3 separate regions of the Mus musculus genome follow, and all the other regions are linked to region 1. Evidence: chromatin contacts called from public promoter capture Hi-C data. All regions are on one chromosome and are shown on one strand. Each heading gives the region's core, a stretch centred on a gene start, on an enhancer-like site or on the middle of the called end of the contact. The rest is flanking DNA. Distances are from core to core; before and after follow the strand shown. Region 1 holds the start of Bend6 (BEN domain containing 6). Region 2 holds the start of Arhgef4 (Rho guanine nucleotide exchange factor (GEF) 4). Region 3 holds the start of Ccdc115 (coiled-coil domain containing 115).

Region 1 (2,596 bases), core at 54-2,553:
TAGCAGATAGGAATACAGTTTCTTACTGCAGTGGGCTGCAGTGTCAGGAGCCCTTCAGCTCTGTGCACGGGATGCAGAAGTTCCAGACAGCTCTGCTGACTGCCAGGGACCCGTGAAGCCTGTTTGGCACCCAGTGCTCCCCGCAGTCTGACAGTCAAGAGTCTCACCTTCCTCAGTGTCGGCAAGCAAGGTGCTTTCCATCCTCAGCCTCAAACAACAGAATGAGTGGCATATAATAGCAATCTGTATTTGTTTTAGGAGGCCAACATGCAAATAAGAGCACATTTTCCTGTGCTTTCCGTGCTTATGAACCTGGCATCAGGGCTAAGCAACATCTTTCCGCATTTCTTTTAATGCTCACACTTGATAATACATCATTCACCTATCAGTCACTAATGGCTACACATTTTTGCAGAACTGAACAGTTGGTTTCATATAGTTAGACAACAATACACACATTCCTATCGATTCTTCAATTGACTTTTGGAATTTTACGAATTATTTAGTTTCAAGCCAGTTACTAGAAATTGCACAAATGTAATATTTCATTTGTCATATGTCATATAGTTAATTTAAAAAATACAAGTCAATGAAAGAAAACAAATCATCCAACTCCCACAGGGAAAGCCAGTTTGCCTTAGGGGCAAGCAGGGCAGAGCACTGCACTGGCCCGCTAAGGCCGCAACACGCTGCAGGCGGCCACTGCAGCTTTGGCTTTCTCGCCAGGTGGCAGAGGCCCTCCGCAAAAGAGCACACCGCAGCGCTCACGCCTTGCCTTCTTCGTTGGCACCGAATCAGCGATCACTGTCAAGTGTCCAGCCCACAACTGCGATACAGTTTTTGCGGATTGTAACGGAATGTAAGGGAAGCTGGAAAAAAACGGCAAAGGGGAGAAGGGTGTGTACCCGAGTGTGACCGATCGCCGTTGTCTGACAGTGCCTAAAAATTTCTCCTGCAGTATCTACAGGCCAATCAATCACCAACTTCCTTCATCCTTCATCATGTCAGATCCTTACATCTAAAATCACCTCTCCCTACAAAGCCAATAAATGAATCAGGGTTCTTTGACCGTGGCAGAGCTCACGTCTGGGCTGAGAATCAGCACCAAGTTTGGGGGTGGTAGGGTGCAAGCCTGCAGACCGCGGCGTGCCGCCTTTCCTAAGATTGGACCAGCTTGGAGATGGCCCTTCCAGGTGCTCGCGCCTCCATGCGCAGGGACTACCCCCGCCCCCAAACCAAATAGCTCACCCTGCTGCATCCTCCGAGCCCCAGCCTCCGGGCGGGCTCAGGGAGGCGGGAGCCCGGGTTCCCCCCGGCTCCTTGGCGCCCCCTGACGTCGGCCTCCAGCAGAAGGTCCGCGGAGGCTTACACAGGCGAAACCCGGGGGTCCCCGCGCACCGCCGCCCGGCGCGTGGCCTGGCGGGCCGCGCGCGCACCGAACCGACCTGCTGGAGGGCGCGCGCCGCTCGGTCCCGGCCCCAGCCATGCGCGCGCGCCCGCACCCGCGCCGCCGCTGCCGCCGCAGCCCGTGACGTCACCCACCGAGCCCCCCGCCGGCTCGCCGCGCCCCGTCCCGCCCCACGTGCGCCGGCTTCAGGACGCCGAGGCCCCGGGCGGCCACCCGATGATGCTCCCAGCCGGCTGCGTCCCGGGCGGGGCTGAGCCCGAGAGCTGCGCGCGGGCTGGGGCGCCTGCGGAGGGAGGGGCGCGGCTCTCGCCGCTGCGCCGCGTGCTGAGTCATGGCGAGAGCTGCCCGCTGCTCTCCATCAGTCGTTCCGGGGCCGGCGCGGGGTGTGCAGCCATTGGGCCGCGCGCGGGGCCGCGAGCGCCGGGCTTGACGCGCTGAGCCGCGCTCGCCCCTGTCCGCCGCGCCCGCCCCGCGTCCCGCGCCCCGCGCCCCGCGCGCTCTGCAGCCTTAGCCCCGCGCCGCACGGCCCCCCGCCTCGCCCGCACCATGATCGCCGCCGCTTTCCTCGTTTTGCTGAGACCCTACAGCATCCAATGTGCTCTCTTCCTCTTGTTGCTCCTGCTGGGCACCGTCGCCACCATCGTCTTCTTCTGCTGCTGGCACCGCAAGCTCCAGAAAGGGAGACATCCGATGAAATCGGTCTTTTCGGGTCGTTCCAGAAGCAGAGGTAAGACACGCCGCCGCTGGGTTCTTCTGGGCAGAAGCGAGGTTCAAGCCTTCTCTGCCTCTTCTGCCCACTCAGTGCCCACTCCTCAAGCTAAGTGCATTTATTTATTTAACGCGCCCTGGCCCTTTGGCCTCACCTCCATCCTCTGAGTCACCAGGTTTGGATAACCACGGAGATTCGGAGGTCCTGGAAGGAAGGATCAGGCTCCGATTCTTAGGGTCAGTTTGCTAGAGCCCAGAAGGTAATTGTAGGGGAGTCCTGGGCTGAGGTACTCGTATCTTTGCCAAGCCTTTGCTGGAGCTTAGGAATAAAAAAGTAAGGCGTGATGATATGGGCTCCCCTCTCCCAACTTTGCTGGAACTTCTTGCAGAGAAATCACCTTAGAGACAGATGGTCCAATACTCTCTCCGCCCCGCCCCAATATGCCCACGGAATTGGAGAGAGACACCTAGAATGTGCTT
Region 2 (2,596 bases), core at 51-2,550, 770 kb after region 1:
GTAGGACTTCAGTGAGGGATGCAGGCTTGGGCTGTGAGGGATGCAGTGAGGGATGCCCAGAGCCAGTGTGGACAGATGCTCAACCTTCATGGGATGCTTGATCCCATCAAATGCAGTACAATGCTCACAAACTCTTGCCTCTGTACTTCTGCAGAAATTTAGAATACTCTATTTCTGTTTTACAACTATTTTTTTAAAAAAAATGGTGTGTGTGTGTGTGTGTGTGTGTGTAGGTTTGAGTGTGTTAAAGCTGCGTTTATATAAAGATGACTATAACTCAGGTTGGCCTCACTGGAACTGTTATTAACATTTTCTTTTTGTGTTATGAAATTATAACTAGGGGCCAGGGAGATGGCTCGGTTGTTAAGAGAACTTGATGTACAAGTGAGAGGATTTGAGTTTGGATCCCAGCCCCCACATAAAAATCGGGGTGTGGCCACGCCTGCCCATAACTCCTTTCCTGAGTCAGAGGAACCTGGCAGAGATAGGATGGAGAGCTGGGCTTGACAGCCAGCCAGTCAGCCATTCCAGCAGAAAAACCAGCCCCATACGCAGTGAGAGATTGTCTCCAAGGGGAAAGTCGGGAAGCAAAAGCCAAGTCCCGGAACATCCTCCTGTGGTGTGCATATGCTTGTGCACAAACACACAAATGAACCTAAAAAACTGATGACTCGTCAAAAACGGGACTCTAGAGCCCCTGTGTCCTGGTCACCTGCTTCTGTCTCACCACGCTGCGCCAGCTTCCAGGACTCTCCTCACCTTTCCTCCAGTCACATCTATCAGAGAACAACTGGAAAGGCGGGGAAAGGGGAGCAAGAAGTGGGCTCTGGGTCAAGACTTAGTTAGGTACAGGGGTTTGAGTCCACAATTGCCCAGTTCTAGCTTTGTGAGTACAGACTGCGCGCAGCTTCTGTTTCCTCAACTACTAAAGTATTGCGTTAACGTCTTGAAGGTTCTCAACGCTTGACTAAGCTGTGAGGTGGAAAGGGAGGTGGCTGCTTCCAATAGGACCACGGTCAGGCACTAGTCATAGGACTGTGTGCCAGACAGACCTAGGGGATCAAAGGGTGGAGGTAAGCGTGCCAGTGAGCCGCAGATAGACCGCTGTGGATCCACTTGCCCTTTTCTTACTTAGACTACGCTCAGATTCCTAGTGGGCAGGCGGGACCAGTGTTTGGACAAGTCCCTGCGGACTCGCACGTGCCCGGCGTGGCCCGGTTGCGGAGGCGGGGCTCCTCGGCGGTCCAGGGCAGACCATGGGGCGGGGCGCGGGGTGGCGTCCGGAGCTCGGCTCGCCAGCGCAGTCAGGAGCAGCGGGTGGCCGTAGTGCCCGGGCAGCACCATGCTCGGTGTGGTGCACTTCCTTCGCAGCTTCTTTAAGGTGAGAGACGTGGTCCCGGGGATTCAAAACCGGGTTTGCTTGCAGAGTTTTGCTGGGGTTGCTGAAGGGGCAGCCGCGCACGCCGCTGCGCCCTGGGCTGTTTGTGGGTGCCTAAGAGGTACCCAAGAACGATCCGCGCGGCAGTCGCAGCTTCTCGATGGATGTGCTGGATCTGGAGGTGGTGGCCTGCCCGAGTGTGGCCTTGGGGACTGCGGGGACGGGGGGAGAAAGAGGCGCACAGGGGATTATAGGCTCCGGGGAGGGGGAAAGTGGACTTGACCGAGGCTGGAGAGACTGGTGAGAGCCCGGGCACTCCTGGGTTTCTCCCAGTCTTGGCTGGGTAGCTGGGCAGCTGGAGCTACCCAGGAAGTGGTTGCTATTGTAGTTACCTGGATATATCAGAGGGAGAATCTCGGTTGGGGCACCTTCGTGAACAAGTGCCTAAGACTCCGTACCGGAATCGGAACTTAGTAGAAGAGCTGAGTCCTTGACTGGGGTCGGTCGATCGTGGAGACCCCACTATACTGGGATGCTACCACGTCTCTTAACCACACAGGGATCTTGGGGTGGGCAGCCGGCTGCAGGGTACTGGCAGAGGGGTAGCTGGTTGCAGGTTGCCAAGTCCCACCTCTCCAAGTGAGCAGTGTGGGAGGTGGGAATGTGACCTGACTTTAGGACCAAGGCTTCAAGAATCCGGAAGTGTCAGCTGGAGGCCAGCAGGAGGAAGCGCAGGGAAAGGCTGGCAGGTGATGGCTGCGGGTGAGGCAGAGTCTTCTGGTCCTGAGAGCTCTGAGCCGGGGGTGGGGGTGGGGTGGGGGTGGGGGTGAGCAGGTGACCCAGACCCATACGGGATAGAAGGAACTCTGCCTGACCTCAGCCTTTGCCTCTGCCATTTGGAAGGCCTGCCTACCTGTAACCACCTTAGTGGTTACAATACAACCATAGAGGAAGAGAATGAGGGATGGGGAGAGGGGACTTTCTGGGGCTCCGCATCGAGGTGGGGGAAGGGCGAGCATGCCTGGCTCGCTGTTTTGTGCTGTTCAGACTCTTGGAATGATGACCCTGCCACAGAATCCCAAGCTATACGGTGGATCTTGGAATAATCATTTAAGCACTTTGGGGTTTGTTTTCCTGTTTGGAAAAGTGTGGTTAATTCGTTTTGTTCCTTTCGGGTGAGGGTCTTAAGGCAACAGGTGGGTGGAGTTTTTGTGAGCT
Region 3 (2,596 bases), core at 54-2,553, 530 kb after region 1:
AAGCAAAAAACAACCAAACAAACAAAAATCCGAAATATTCTTGGCAGTTGCAAAACAGACGTAATAGCTGTGGTCAGTCGATAATAATGGGGTGGGCTAAGAAAACATGATTCGTTCCCAGGTGAAGATGCACCTTTTAGATGTGTGGTCCCTCCTTGTGGTTTGACCAGATGCTGTGAACCAATCAGCTTAAACGCCAACATTCCTTTAACCCTCTTACCCAACCATGTTATGTCAAGGAGGCTTGGAATACACCCCATTCCCTTAGACCTCCTCGGGCGGCTCTCCTATCCTGTTACTTGAACCCTACCTATCAAAGTATAAGAACCCCACCCTCCCACACCCCCGCCCCCCAGACATTCAACTCTCCAGCTCAGACGCTCTCCATTAATCAGATTCCGAATGAAGCAATTTCCTTAAATGTTCAATGAGTTTTGTCTTTAGCGCTGAGTAAGGGCTGACAGGTGGAAAGGAGACTTACATGCTTCGCTAGGCCCCACTTCCTCGGGGGTCTGGGCGTCAGCTTTGATCACCCTGAAGGTCTGGGGTCCATCCTGGGCCTCGCTGGGAAAAAAAAAAAAAAAAAAAAAAAAAGGGAAGTTGGATCTCTGGCCGCGCCGGCCTAGGTCCTGCCCATCCACTCTCCAAGGGGGGGGGGGGGGGGGGGCGCTCACCTGGCACGCACGCAGACCTGAGGCTCCATACGCGAGGCATACTGCAGGGGTCCTACCGACTTGGCTCCCATGGCATAGCGAGCCTTGGCAAGTGAGAGCCAACCCTGGGGAGACAGGAGAGACTTGAGACTGTTTTCCCTCCCTGTGCCCGCTTTCTATCCCTCCTTCCATTCCCCGTGGCCCACCTCCTCCACCCTGGCGTTCAGCGCCGCCCGCTTCGCCTCCAGTTCCTCCAGGTCACTGAGCAGCTGTAGGCACTTGGAGTCCAACTCCTCTCGCAGAGCCTGGACCGCCATGGCCCAGCCAGTCTTGGGACACGCGCGGATGGGCGGAGCCACTTCCTTCCAAGCCGCCGAATCACTGCGCGGCCATGTGCATGACAGCCAATAAGCGCTCAAGATCCGCCCTTAGGGGGGCAGTACTAATCGTGACCCGGAAGTCAAAGGCTTCAACTTCCGGGTGATCCCTGTCACCAGCCAGGACGCGGATTAGCGCCTGGAGCGGGATACTTCTCGAATCCGATGGCTACCAAAAGTCGGACCTTAACTTGAATCTAGGAAGCCATGCGCACAGTTCCTGCTTTTACTCTTCGCTAGCCTGCTGCCTGACCAGCTCAAGCACCGGTGAAGCCGCAGACGGACTAACTAATCAGGACGGTCTTAGACCACGTGACATCCCAAATCCGGGTAATTAATTGGTTGCCCGTCTGACCAATCACCTTGCGACGCCCTCCTCCATTCGCCATCTTAAGATGGGGCACTCTGACCGGCAGTGGAATCGAGTGAAGCCTCTAAAGGCCTTTTTGGTTGAGGGCGGAAGTGATCACTGCGTGGTGCCAGCAGCGCCAGAAGAGTTGGGACTCGTGAGGGAGCGGCGCTCATCATGGTAGGATGTTTTGATTTCCTGTTCTGGTTTAGCGGGAAAGAAGGGGACTACGGGAGGGCTGAGTTGTGGTCCTCGGTGCTCCGAAGTGGATGGTGACCCTGTGTGTTCTCTAGCTCCGTCGGGAGGCTCGCCTGCGCCGCGAGTACCTGTACCGCAAAGCCCGGGAGGAGGCGCAGCGATCCGTTCAGGAGAAGAAGGAGCGAGTCAAGCGTGCTCTAGAAGGTAAGGCCTCCCTGTGCTGGTGGGTTACAAGTCCTTGCTCGAGCATACTACACGGAGGTGTAAACGCATTTGAACTTAATGTATTTGTATCAGGGTGGCTGGTCATCTTTCCTTTCTCTGCTCGTTAGGTAGGACCTCACTGCTCACTGGTTTCTGAATGATCCCACCATGTGATAGTATGGCCGTTTATGCTACAGTTGCCCATGTCTACAGGTTGATTGCCAGTTTTGCTTACAGAATATCTAGTTTTTATTTAGTTTTAAAACATTGCCTCTGTCGGGTGGCGGCGGCGCACGGTTTCAATCCCAGCCCTCGAGAGGCAGAGACAGGCCGATCCCCGAGTTCGAAGCCAGCCTGGTCTACATAATGAGTTCCAGTACAGCCAGAGCTAAAACAGAGAATCCCTGTCTCGAAAAACCAAAAACCAAACCAAATCAAGCAACAAACCAACAAAAAACCTTTGCCTCATCTAATTGATTCCCATCTTAGGGAATGGGTCTGCAAGAATCCTTGGTATTTGTTTTTGTTGTCTTCTTCAAAACAAAATTAGAAAAACCTGTTATTGATTGTTATAATTGTCTTGCATTTTAATTCTTCTTCCATTTAGAATTTGACATTCGTTTTACAGGTTAGTTTAAAACTTTGCCTTACATTAATTCACATTTTCATTTGCCCTAATAAATGAAGATCCTCTATCACAGAGCTTAATTGGAAATGTTCTATTTATCCCTATTTTGCTTTTGTATCTAAGGAACTTCATGTCTCCCGCCTGATTGATAGTACAATATCCCTGGTGCCAGTAATTAAATTCCGTT

The links. Promoter capture Hi-C pulls out the DNA fragments that hold promoters and counts their contacts.
Region 2: a promoter capture Hi-C map of liver shows a contact between it and region 1, with 4 times the contacts expected there. The contact joins the promoter of Arhgef4 here to the promoter of Bend6 in region 1. A contact is called at or near these places in 2 of 39 promoter capture datasets (liver and stem cell-derived epiblast-like cells).
Region 3: a contact with region 1 is called in a promoter capture Hi-C map of neural stem cells. The contact joins the promoter of Ccdc115 here to the promoter of Bend6 in region 1. A contact is called at or near these places in 2 of 39 promoter capture datasets (embryonic stem cells and neural stem cells), 1 of 484 Hi-C or Micro-C datasets (embryonic stem cells), 5 of 115 datasets of contacts at active chromatin or transcription factors (astrocytes, bone marrow-derived macrophages and embryonic stem cells) and 2 of 9 other capture datasets (adipose tissue and embryonic stem cells).

The regions. Positions count from the first base shown.
Region 1 is chr1:33,906,318-33,908,913 of GRCm38.p6, forward strand. It overlaps Bend6 (BEN domain containing 6), which reads right to left and starts at 1,304. Exons shown (of 7, transcript NM_177235.3): 1 at 1,249-1,304. Dst (dystonin) reads left to right here and starts at 1,908. Exons shown (of 103, transcript NM_001276764.1): 1 at 1,908-2,135. The coding sequence starts at 1,955.
Region 2 is chr1:34,676,882-34,679,477 of GRCm38.p6, forward strand. Arhgef4 (Rho guanine nucleotide exchange factor (GEF) 4) reads left to right here and starts at 1,301. Exons shown (of 14, transcript NM_001368773.1): 1 at 1,301-1,381. The coding sequence starts at 1,343.
Region 3 is chr1:34,438,369-34,440,964 of GRCm38.p6, forward strand. It overlaps Ccdc115 (coiled-coil domain containing 115), which reads right to left and starts at 1,304. Exons shown (of 5, transcript NM_027159.2): 1 at 860-1,304; 2 at 675-778; 3 at 482-564. The coding sequence starts at 970. It overlaps Imp4 (IMP4, U3 small nucleolar ribonucleoprotein), which reads left to right and starts at 1,461. Exons shown (of 9, transcript NM_178601.3): 1 at 1,461-1,559; 2 at 1,673-1,781. The coding sequence starts at 1,557.